Regions from separate parts of the Sus scrofa genome. Here regions 1 and 2 are each linked to region 3. Evidence: chromatin contacts called from public Hi-C and HiChIP or PLAC-seq data. All regions are on one chromosome and are shown on one strand. Each heading gives the region's core, a stretch centred on a gene start, on an enhancer-like site or on the middle of the called end of the contact. The rest is flanking DNA. Distances are from core to core; before and after follow the strand shown. Region 1 has its middle 88 kb from the start of CAB39. Region 2 has its middle 61 kb from the start of CAB39. Region 3 overlaps SP110 (sp110 nuclear body protein).

Region 1 (3,783 bases), core at 690-3,189, 200 kb before region 3:
TTAATGGTTTCCTTTGTTATGCAAAATCTTATAAGTTTGATTATGTCCCATTTGTTTATTTTCCTTTGTTTCCTTTGCCTTAGGAGCAGATTAAAAAAAAAAATTGCTGTGACTTATGTCAACTAGTGTTCTGCCAATGTTTTTTTCTAAGAGTTTTATGGTTTACGATTTCACATAACATCTTTAATCCATTTTTAGGCTTTTTTGTATATGGTGTTAGAAAATGCTCTAATTTCATTCTGTCACATGTAGCTGTCTGGTTTTCACAGCACCAGTTATTGAAGAGACTGTCTTTTTTTAAAAAAAATTTCTTTTATTTATTTATTTTTTTTTGTGCCACACCTGAGGCATGCAGAACTTCCTGAGCCAGAGATCAAATCTGTGCCATTTTAGTAACCAGAGCCACAGCAATTACAACACTGAATCCTTAACCTACTAGGCCACAGGAGAACTCAAAGAGACTGTCTTTTCTCCATTGTATATTCTTGCCTCCTTTGTCATAAGTTAATTGACCATATGTGCACGAGTTTATTTCTGGGCTCTCTATTTTATTTCAGTGATCTATGGGCATGTTTTTGTGCCAGTACCAATGTTGTTCTGATTACTGTAGCTTTGTGGAATAGTCTGAAATCAGGGAGTGTGATATCTCATCTTTCTCAAGATTGCTTTTGCTATTCATCAGGATCTTTTGTGGCTACATATACATTTTAGAATAACTTGTTCAAGTTCTGTGAAAATTGTCATTGATATTTTGATGGGGATTACATTAAATCCATAGATCGCTTTGGGTAATATGGACATTTTAACAATATTCATTCCTCCAATCCATGAACACAGGCCATCTTTTCATTTCTTTAAATCACTTTCAGTTTCCATTATCAGTGTTTTACAGTTTTCAGGGCATGGGTCTACCTCTTTTGTTAAGTTTATTACTAGGTATAAAATTTTTAAAAATTTTATTAATTTTTGATTGGATTTTACATGGGATTGTTTTCTTGCTTTCTCTTTCTGATCATTAATTATTAGTCTATAGAAAAGTAATAGATTTCTAAATAGTGATCTTTTTTTCTGAAGGTTTACTGAATTCATTTATCAGTTTTAATAGTTTTTTGGTGGAGACTTCAGGTTTTCTATATAAAGTATCATGTATCTACAAATGGTGACTGTTTAACTTCTTCCCTTCCAATTTAGATGCATTTTATTTCTTTATGTTGCTTAATTAATGTGGCTAGGTATTTTAATACTGTGTTAAGTAGAAATTGTGAAAGTGGGCATCCTTGTCCTGTTTCTTTCCACTGTTGAGTATCATGTTAGCTGTGGATTTGTCATAAATGTCCTTTATTATTATGTTGAGATATGTTCCCTCTATAGAAACTTTGATGAGAGTTTTTTTTTTTTTTATCATGAATGGATGTTGAATTTCATTAAGTGCTTTTCCTGTGTTTATTGAGATAATCATGTGATCTCTTCCCCTTTGTTAATATGGTTTATCACATTTATTGCTTTATAAATTTCAAACCATCCTTACACTTGATGATGGTATATGACCATTTTTATATATGGTTGAATTTGGCTTGTTAATTTTTTCTTGAGGATTTTTGCATCTATATTCAAAAATATTGGCCTGTAATTTTCTGTTTTGTAATGTCTTCGTCTGGTTTTGGTATCAGGGTAATGATGGCCTTGTGTAATGAACTCAGGAATGTTCCCTCCTTTTTGGTTTTTGGAATAGTTTGAGAAGGATAGTTATTAGCTCTTCTTTATGTTTGGTAGAATTCTCTTGTGAAACTGTGTGGTTGTGGACTTTTGTTTGCTGGGAGTTTTTTGTTTGTTTTTTTACTTACAAATTCAGTTTCACTACTAGCAATTAGTCTGTTCTAATTGTCTGTTTCTTCCTGATTCAGTCTTGGCAAGCTGGGGGTTTCTAGAAACTTGTCCCTTTCTTCTTAGTCATCAGTTTGTTGGCATGCAACTGTTCATAGTAACGTCTTATGATTTTTTTGTATCTCTGTGACATCAGTTATTATTTCTCCTCTTTCATATCTTATTTTGTTTATTTGGGTCTTCTCTCTTTTTTTCTTGATATGCCTGGCCAAAGTCTTATCAGTTTTGTTTATCTTTTCAGAAAACAAGCTGTGGTTTCATCAATTTTTTCTATTTTTTTTGGCCATGCTTGCAGTAGGAAGAAATTCCTTGGGCCAGGGATTGAAACTGCGTCACAACAGGGACAATGCTGAATCCTTAACCTGCTGTGCCACCAAGGAGCTCCTCTATTTTCTGTTCTCTATTTTATTTTTTTCCTCTCTGATCTTTATTATTTCCTTCCTTCTGTTGACTTTGCGCTTTGTTCTTTTTAAAATCCCTTTAGATGGTAGGTTAGTTTGTTTATTTGATATTTTTCTTATTTCTTGAGGTAAGCCTGTGTTGCTATAAACTTCCCTTTTAGAACTACTTTTGCTGCATCTTATAGTTTTGGGAAGTTGCTTTTTTATTTTCATTTATCTCAAAATATTTTCTGATCTCTTTGATTTTTCATTGATTCATTGGTTTTTTGGTTGTTTAATCTCCACATGTTTGTATTTTTCCAGTTTTCTTTTTGTAATTGACTTCTATTTTCATACTGTTGTGGTCAGAAAAAATGCTTGATATAATTTCATTCCTCTTGAAATTGTTGAATTTTTTTTTTTTTTTTGGCTTAGCATGTGATCTATCCTGGAAAATTTTCCATATGCACTTGAAAAGTATGTGTATTTGCAGTTTTCAGCTGGAATGTCCAAAAGCATCCAAACATTGTTTAAGTCCAACTGGTCTAATGTGTAATTTAAGACTACTGTTTCCTTATTGATTTTCTGTCTGTATGATCTGCCCATTGATGTAAGTGGGGTGTTGAAGTCCCCTACTATTGTATTATTGTCAATTTCTCCCTTTATGTCTGTTAATATTTTCTTTATGTATTTAGGTGCTCCTATATTAGGTTCATATATGTTGACAAGTGTCATATCCTCTTCTTATATTGATACTTTTATCATTATGTAATGCCCTTCTTTGTATTTTGTTATAGCCTTGGTTTTAATGTCTATTTTGTCTAATATGAGTATTGCTACTCCAGTTTTATTGTGATTTCTATTTGCAAGAAATGTCTTTTTCCATCCTCTCACTTTGTCTGCGTTTATCTTTAGTTCTGAAAGGAGTATCATGTAAGCAGTATATAGAGGGGTCTTGATTTTTTAATCCATTCAGTCTTCTGATAGGAGCATTTAGTTCATTGACATTTAAAGATTGATAGGTATGTACTTATGGCCATTTTTTTTTGACCTGTTTTCTGGTTGTTTTTGTAGCCATTCTTCCTCTTTTAGTGTCTTCTCTTGTGGTTTGATGTTTTCCGTAGTGAGATGTTTCTTTCTCTTTAGTTTTTGTACAGTTTAAAATGTTTGATTACTGTGGGTTTCATCTATGTTGATGTGTAACTATATCTACTTGTCTCAAATTGGTCATCATTTAAGTTTAAACACGTTCTAAAAGATCTAATTTCTTTACTCCCCTCCCCCACATTTTGTGTTTATTTTGTCATATTTTGCATTTTCATGTTTAGCCATTCACTGTTTATTATAGTTATAGTTCATTTGACAATTTTTTGATTTTTTATCTTCGTATTAGTTTAAGTGGTTGATCCACAACCTTTACTAGTGGGATTTTTTCTTTCATGTTTGTAGTTTTGTTTTGTTTTTTTTCCCACTAAGAGCAAACTGTTTAATGTTTTTGTTAGAGGAGGGTTAGTATTAA
Region 2 (3,857 bases), core at 368-2,867, 230 kb before region 3:
ATAGAATGTCTTACACTCTCATTACTCTTTTCTGTATAATTTACATATTTATTTAAAACATTTATAAATATATTAACTAAAGCAAAGTGTAGTGATCACCCTGTTTAAAAAAATTAACCATTGCCAGTACAACTGAAGTTCCCTGGACCACATCTCCCTTCCTGTCTTCCAGTGGTAACAGCTATTCTGAATGCAGTGTTTAGCATTCCACAAATTTTAAAATACTTTGAACTTCTCTTTATCCCTAAAATTACACAGAGTATTGTTTTTCATGTTATAAATGTGCTTATTTTTTAGAAAACATGCACATTCCTAAACAAACCAACCAATTATGGTGGTTAATTTTATGCATCAACTTGGCTGGGCCATGATGTCCAGATATTTGGTAAAACAAAATTCTGGATGTTTCTGTGAGGGTGTTTTGGGACAAGATTAAATTTTAAATCAGTGGATTTTGAGTGAAGCAGACTGACAACTATAGCGTGGGTGGGCCGTATCCCATCAGTTGAAGGCCCGAATAACAGAAAAGAGAAGATGTCTAAGCACGAAGGAATTCTGCCATCAGGTGGCCTTTGAACTTGACCTACCACTTGGGCTCTTCCCTGGGTCTCCAGCCTGCTAGCCCGCTCTGCAAATTTTGGACTTGCCAATTCCACAATGGCATGAGGAATTTCTTAAAATAAATCTTTCTCTCTCTATATATGTATATAAATATACACATTCTATTGGTTCTATTTCTCTGATGAACCCTGACTTAACACATCAGGCCTCTGGCCTCAGCAACACCTAGACCTGATGGAAAGTTTAAGTTATAGTGTCCTTGGGAGTTCCCTGGTGGCCTAGAGGTTAAGGATTCAGTGTTGTCACTGCTGTGGCTCGGGTTCCATCCCTGGCCTGGGGACTTCTGCATGTCCTGAGTGCAGCCAAAAAAATTATATTGCCTTCCACATATACTATTTAAGGAAGGGAGAAGTAGAAGCATATCTTGGCTAAGCTTCCGAGAGTAACCACGGTGGGGGAGGATTTTCCTGTTGAGCTTTGGAGCTGAGCTGACTCAATCCATAGTGGCCTCTCTAGAAGGAACATTACTGCAGAGGCGAGGCAAAATATCTTCTCTCTGCAGCTGTCTAATCAGAGGGGCTGTGTTCGTCTCCTATTGCTGCTGTAACAAATCATCACACATTCGATGGCTTCAAACAACACCCACTTTCTCTCACATTTCTATTGGTCAGAAGTCTCAGCTGGGGCGGGGACTTAACCCCATTATGGCTCAGGGGTTGAGAACTTGACTAGTATCCATAAAGATTCTGGTTCCATCCCTGGCCTTGCTCAGTGGATGAAGGATCCTCTGTTGCCACAAGCTGCACTTTAGGTGGCAGCCGTAGCTCTGATTTGACCTCTAGCTTGGGAACTTCCATATACTGCAAGCGTGGCCCTAAAAAGTGAAAAAAAAAAAAGTCTCAATTGGCTCAACAGGGTCCTCCTCTTAGGGTCTCTTAAGACTGAAGTCAGGGTACTGGCCAGCTGCCTTCTCATTGGGAGGCTCTGGGAAGAATCCGCTCCCAAGTTTATGCAGGGCGTGGGCAGAATGCAGTTCTTTGTGGTTGGGAGACTAACGTCCCCATGTCCTCATCGGCCCTCAGCTGGAGGTGGTTCTCAGCTTCCTTGACTTGTGGGGCTGTTCCTCCATCTTCCAAGCCAAAAAGGGTGAGTTGAGTCTTTTTCACCTTCCAAATACCTCTGACTCCCGCTTCTGCTTTCACAGCCTCATGTGACTATATTGGGTCCATCTGGACAACCCAGGATAATCTCCCTACTTTAAAGTCAGTTGAAAGTTCCCACTGTGGTGAAATGTGATCAGTGGCATCTCCAGAACACTGGAGTGCAGATTCAGTCCTGGCCCGGCACAGTGGGTTAAGGATCCGGTGTTGCTGCGGCTGCAGTGTAGGATTGCAGCTGTGACTTAGATCTGATCCTTGGCCTGGGGGACGACATATGCCTCGGGGTGGGCAAAAAAGAAAAAAAAATCAGTTGATTAATAGCCTTATGACATCTACAGATTCCTTTTGCGTAGAAGGTAAAATAATTGTGGTTGTGACACCAGAGCGTGAGGGTCACAAGGGCCAAAATTCTGCCCATGAGTGCGATCAGACTAGAGGACAGGCCTGGTCCCAAGCTATGTTTACCTCACTTCCTGGGAGATGGAAAACTGCTTTTGGCCTTCAGTGGGAAGTTTTCCCAACTCAGAGGGATGGGGGCTGTGGCCTCTGGTTCTTCCTCTGCCTGTAGCAATTGCTGCAAGAAGCAGGGCCTGGGAACTGGCTCCCTGTGGTGGCATCAGAGAACTCACTGCCCTCTGGACCCCCTACAGGTGCCATTGTCCTTTCCCTGTGTTGTGACCCCCAGGATCAGGCTAACACCTGGCTCAAACTTGCAAAGTATGTGAGACACTTAATACATTTGGCATAAGGAGTTTCTATCTGGCATTCTTTTTTTTTTTTTTTTTTTTTTACAGTAGGATACCTTTTTACCCAAAATGTCAGAGACAGAGTCGTATTTCAGAAAGTTCACTGCTGTGTAAGCTGGTGAAAGGCATGGCTTGAAGCTTCTAAAGGGTAAATGGTAGCGGAGGAGAACAGCAATGATGACGGGGAGAGATCCAGCCTGAGGGAGAGGCCAGAGAAATAAATAAGGGCAAGGTGGTGTTTAGGGGGGAGAAGCCTGCAGTTTAGCAGAAGAAAGTTCCAAGGCAGCGAGAAAGAAAGGCTGAGGTTGAAGGGAGGGAGGGAGGAGCTGGGACAGAGTGAAGCATCCTCGGAAAAGGAGAGGCAGAGAAAGAGAGAACTCCAAGAAAAAACTGGGGAGAAAGTGGAAACAAGAAATGTAAGAGGGGGAGATAGAAGAGGTACTGGAGTGAAAAGAATGTTTACTTCACATGAAGATGACACAGAACTTGAAACTTTTCAAGTTAAAAACATCTAGCAAATTCCACCGCTTTCCTGTTAGAGCAAAGCCCTAAAGCGACCTCCCAGGCCCTCGCCATCTGTCTATCTGCTTCCTTTCTGAGGCTGTCTCACCGCATCAGTGTCCACCACTGGGCCTTTGCACAGAAACTCCGCATGATCACATGGCTTGTTTGCTCTCTCTCCTCTGGGCTCTGCTCAGGTGTTACCTTAATGGGGAGGCTGGCTAGGTCTGTTTTGTGAAACAGCCACAGCTCCTTGACCTCCTCTTCCTTCCTCGTTCCCTTACTTCCCTTTATTTCTCTCTACTTAGCTCCACCTGACTCGCTGATTGTTTTAATTTATTTTCTGCCTCTTCCCACTTGAATGTAAGTTTTGCGATTTTTTTTTTTTTTCCTTTTGGAGCTGCACCTGCGGCATAAGGTAGTTCTCAGGCTAGAGGCTGAATCGGAACTACAGCTCCCACCCTATGCCACAGCCACAGCCCCATCAGGTCCAAGCCACGTCTTCAAACTACACCTCAGCTCACAGCAACTCTGGATCCTTAACCCACTGAGCGAGGCCAGGGATTGAACCTGTATCCTCATGGATACTAGGCAGGTCCATAACCCCCTGAGCCACAACAGTAACTCCTAATTTCTGTGATTTTTCAAGTGTTTTGTTTTTGTCTGCGGCTGCATCTCAGTGACTAGAAATGTGCTTGTGGAAAACTGCCTTATTCCATAAGGTGTTATTCACTTAATTTAAGACATTAGAGACTGAAGCTCAACTTCTCTCCTAAAAAACAACAAAATTTACAACCAAATGCTGAGCAATCTTCCACCAAATGGACCAGAAACTTTCAAAAAGATATCCTACTCCAGAAGACAAAGAGGAGGCCACATCAAGAGGTAG
Region 3 (3,464 bases), core at 252-2,751:
TAACAGCAACCGTAAGTTGATCACACCCCGGCAGAGCCAGGGAGCCCTGTAGACGGGCAGGTCCCCAGACCTGAGCCCACACCTGCTCTCCATCCTTCTGGTTCCCCCACTGATCTCCCTCAGCACTTTCTCAGTCCATGCTGCCTGCACTCTGAGATGGATTCTGTTTCTTTTGTCAGCGATAAAAGATGATTCTCCCAAACCACATGACCCAGAGGAACTCCAAGAGGCACCCAGGATGCCTCCCAACAAGAAAGGTAACCATTCACGGCAACATTTTTCGGAACCATGATCACTCTAAACCATTGCTCTAAAGCCATGGTGATATTTGAAAATAAGAGAGGAAATAATGTAAGAAGAAAAAGAGTTTCAGTGGAGAGCGCACATTCAGCTTCACATGTCCTCCAAAAGCCAAGAAGGTCTAAACCCCGGCTTTTGTGCAAAGGCAGGAGATGTTTTGAGAGAAGAGAGTTCTTTCACAATGCCACAGCTCTGTTGGACTCCCGCTGCTTCCGTGTTACATGGTGTGGGGCAAGAAGGAAGTGAGTAAACCAGCCGTGGAAAGAGTAACACACTCTGTGCCCTTGAGGAGGAGGACCTGAAACTCACGGACAGATGGTTCAGTTATTCAAACAGAGAAACCGAAAGGTTTTTTGAGGGAGTTCCTGTCGTGGCTCAGCGGAAACGAATCCAACTAGTATCCATGAGGATGGGGGTTCAATCCCTGGCCTTGCTCAGTGGGTTAAGGATCCAGCGTTGCTGTGAGCTATGGTGTAGGTCACAGATGTGGCTCAGATCTGGTGTTGCTGTGGCTGTGGTGTAGGCCTGCAGCTGTAACGCCAATTTGATCTCTAGCCTGGGAACCTCCATGTGCCATGGATGTGACCCTGAAAAGCAAAAAAAAAAAAAAAAAAAAAATTCCTCCGTGATTTCTTCCTTACAACTTTTTGCCTCTGCAGCTGTCCTTCAGTCTCATTGGATGACTGGTCCCTTGGCCTTTGCTTTTTCCAAGTCATCATCTGCCTTTTTTTTTTTTCCCTGTCTTTTTGTCTTTTCTAGGACTGTACCTACGGCATATGGAGGTTCCCAGGCTAGGGGTCTAATCAGAGCTGTAGCCACCTGCCTATGCCAGAGCCACAGCAACGCCAGATTTGAGCCCTGTCTGCGACCTACACCACAGCTCACAGCAATGCCGCATCCTTAACCCACTGAGCGAGGCCAGGGATCGAACCTGCAACCTCATGGTTCTTAGTTGGATTCGTTTGTGCTGTGCCACGAGGGGAACTCCTTTTCTCACCACCCTTCTTACCGACATGGAATCCAGCATTCATCGTCTGGGGAAACTACTGCTGACAGCTTAACCACTCTGGCCTTTCTGTCTTTTCTGGAAATCTCTGGCAGGTCTTGGAAGAAACTCTCGTCTGCTTCCTGCACATGGCAGCTGCAATCAGGCACTACTGAGGTGAGGCACACAGCTGTGTGGCCTCAGGATTCCCCTGCAAACAATCCCTCCTCACCACATGACCATACCACTTCCTGTGATGAGCCTTTCAAACCTTGAGCTATTTTTTTTTTCGAACTTCTGATGCATCACTGCCTCCTTTTGGCTCAACAATGACCCTTCCTCCAACTTCACAGAAAAACATCATCTGGGAATTCCCTCACTTCCTGCTCCCACCCTGCAACTCCAGACTGCATCTGCCCCTCCTTTCCAATGCCTTCTTTCTCTCCAAGGCAATGCTGACAGCATCTACGGTTCCCTCTCTTTCCTGAGAATTAAGCACCTCCTCTCCCAAGGATCTTCATTCAGCTCACGCCCAAGCCTGTCACACAGTCAGAAAAGGAACGTTTTCTTGATCCTCGTCTCACTTCGGGGGCCTCTATAGCTCTCCCTCCACTTCACAGCCCAACTTCTAGAAATGAGTTACCTAAACTTACTGTCTCCGTTTCTTCCCATTGTGGCTCAGAGGGTTAAGAACCCGACATAATCTCTTTGAGGATGCTAGTTCGACCCCTGGCCTTTCTCAGTGATTTAAGGATCCCGTGTTGCTGCAAACTGCAGTGTAGGTGGCAGATGCAGCTCAGATCTGATGTGGCTGTGGCTGTGGCTGTGGCTGTGGCTGTGGTGTAGGGTTCAGCTGCAGCCCTGATTTGACCCCTACTAGCCTGGGAACTTCTGTTTGCTAAAGGCGTGGCCATAAAAAGGAAAAGAAAAATAAATAAAATTTCAGCATCACCCAGCAGGTTAAGGATCTGGCATTGTCAGCAGTTTGGCTCATTGTCAGCAGTTTGGCTCATTGCTGTGGCATGAGTTTGATCCTTGGCCTGGGAATTTTCACATGCCGTGGGCACAACCAAAAAAAAACTATTTTTTTAAAAATTTCAGCATCACCTAAGGTTAGCAATGACCTCGTAGCCACTGTGTTTTGAAGACCAAATATAAAAGCTAAAAATTGTTGACATACAAGGTTGGTAGATCAATGTCTGTAGTTATAAAAGATGGTCTGTAACCTTTTTCTTTAGGAAAGAAGAAAAAAAGATGTATCTGGGCAACCCCCAAAAGAAGACACAAGAAAAAATGCCTCCCAAGAGGTAAGATGAGAGGGGGCTGGAGGTAGTTCATGCTTGTCCACCAAGGTGTGGGAGGTAGGATTTTATTCTAAATGCAATGGGGAATCCCTGAAGAGATCGAATCAGGGAAGTGACATAATCCAATTTTAAACTTGGCGAGACCAATTCTGGTGCTATGTAAAGAATGAACTGGATATAGAAAACACCAGAAGCAGGGCAACCCTTTAGAGGACAGATACCTCGGGAGTTGACAGCAGCTTGGATTCAGATCGGGCAGTGGAGATGGAGAGATCTAGTCAGGATCAGTTTGCAGGTAGAGCTGACAACACTTGGTAAATTAGAAGCTGAGGATGAGAGGGAGACATTAAGGCTTGCTCTTCAATTTCTGGCTTAAGTGGCTGGTAGAATGGTGGTACCATTGGTGAAAGAGAATGCAAATATATGAGGGGGATTTTTTTTCAAATCCAATTTTTAGCCTATTCATTTCAAGATCTGTGCTAACTAACTGTGCATTTGAACCAAGTATGAGCCTTGTCTGAACTGAGAGGGTCTGGAGATGTTAACCCCCCCACCCCTTGCAGAGAGACGTTTTTTGATGTATGAATATTGCAGAAACACAAAGCACCTGGGTCAAAGAAAAGAATTCTTTATTGATAGTCACAACCAGCTCAGTATTGCAGCATTTATCCCCCACACACAGACCCCCAGGCATGAGAAAAGAACTGATGAATTCTTTCTCTATGAGTGGCGGATTTCACCCCATAGACGAAAGAGAAAGAAGGATGGATTTTCTGTTTATGTGCAGGACCGGGACAGCTATGCTCCTCCCCTCCGAAAGGAGAAAAAAAAATCTTTTGCTGCTTTGAGATAAGATTGAAAAGACCCTGGGACCT

What was found. A called contact is a pair of places that touch in the nucleus more often than the background predicts. HiChIP or PLAC-seq counts read pairs in DNA pulled down with a chosen protein or histone mark.
Region 1: a contact with region 3 is called in a Hi-C map of alveolar macrophages, with 2.3 times the contacts expected there. The contact joins two enhancer-like sites. A contact is called at or near these places in 13 of 47 Hi-C or Micro-C datasets (alveolar macrophages, blood, embryonic fibroblasts and 6 more) and 1 of 2 datasets of contacts at active chromatin or transcription factors (alveolar macrophages).
Region 2: an H3K27ac HiChIP or PLAC-seq map of alveolar macrophages shows a contact between it and region 3. The contact joins two enhancer-like sites. A contact is called at or near these places in 1 of 47 Hi-C or Micro-C datasets (embryonic fibroblasts) and 1 of 2 datasets of contacts at active chromatin or transcription factors (alveolar macrophages).

What each region holds. Positions count from the first base shown.
Region 1 is chr15:131,402,492-131,406,274 of Sscrofa11.1, reverse strand. No RefSeq gene overlaps it. Among named protein-coding and RNA genes, the nearest start is that of CAB39, 88 kb to the left of the region's middle. Within about 2 kb of position 1,939, at least 6 of the 83 cell types and tissues checked have an H3K27ac peak or open chromatin away from gene starts, as enhancers often do. A contact at or near this core is called in alveolar macrophages and retroperitoneal adipose tissue, where this site is marked.
Region 2 is chr15:131,429,206-131,433,062 of Sscrofa11.1, reverse strand. No RefSeq gene overlaps it. Among named protein-coding and RNA genes, the nearest start is that of CAB39, 61 kb to the left of the region's middle. Within about 2 kb of position 1,617, at least 2 of the 83 cell types and tissues checked have an H3K27ac peak or open chromatin away from gene starts, as enhancers often do. A contact at or near this core is called in alveolar macrophages, where this site is marked.
Region 3 is chr15:131,204,063-131,207,526 of Sscrofa11.1, reverse strand. SP110 (sp110 nuclear body protein) reads left to right here. Exons shown (of 17, transcript XM_021075649.1): 6 at 180-257; 7 at 2,524-2,592. Among named protein-coding and RNA genes, the nearest start is that of SP140, 20 kb to the left of the region's middle. Within about 2 kb of position 1,501, at least 16 of the 83 cell types and tissues checked have an H3K27ac peak or open chromatin away from gene starts, as enhancers often do. A contact at or near this core is called in alveolar macrophages and retroperitoneal adipose tissue, where this site is marked.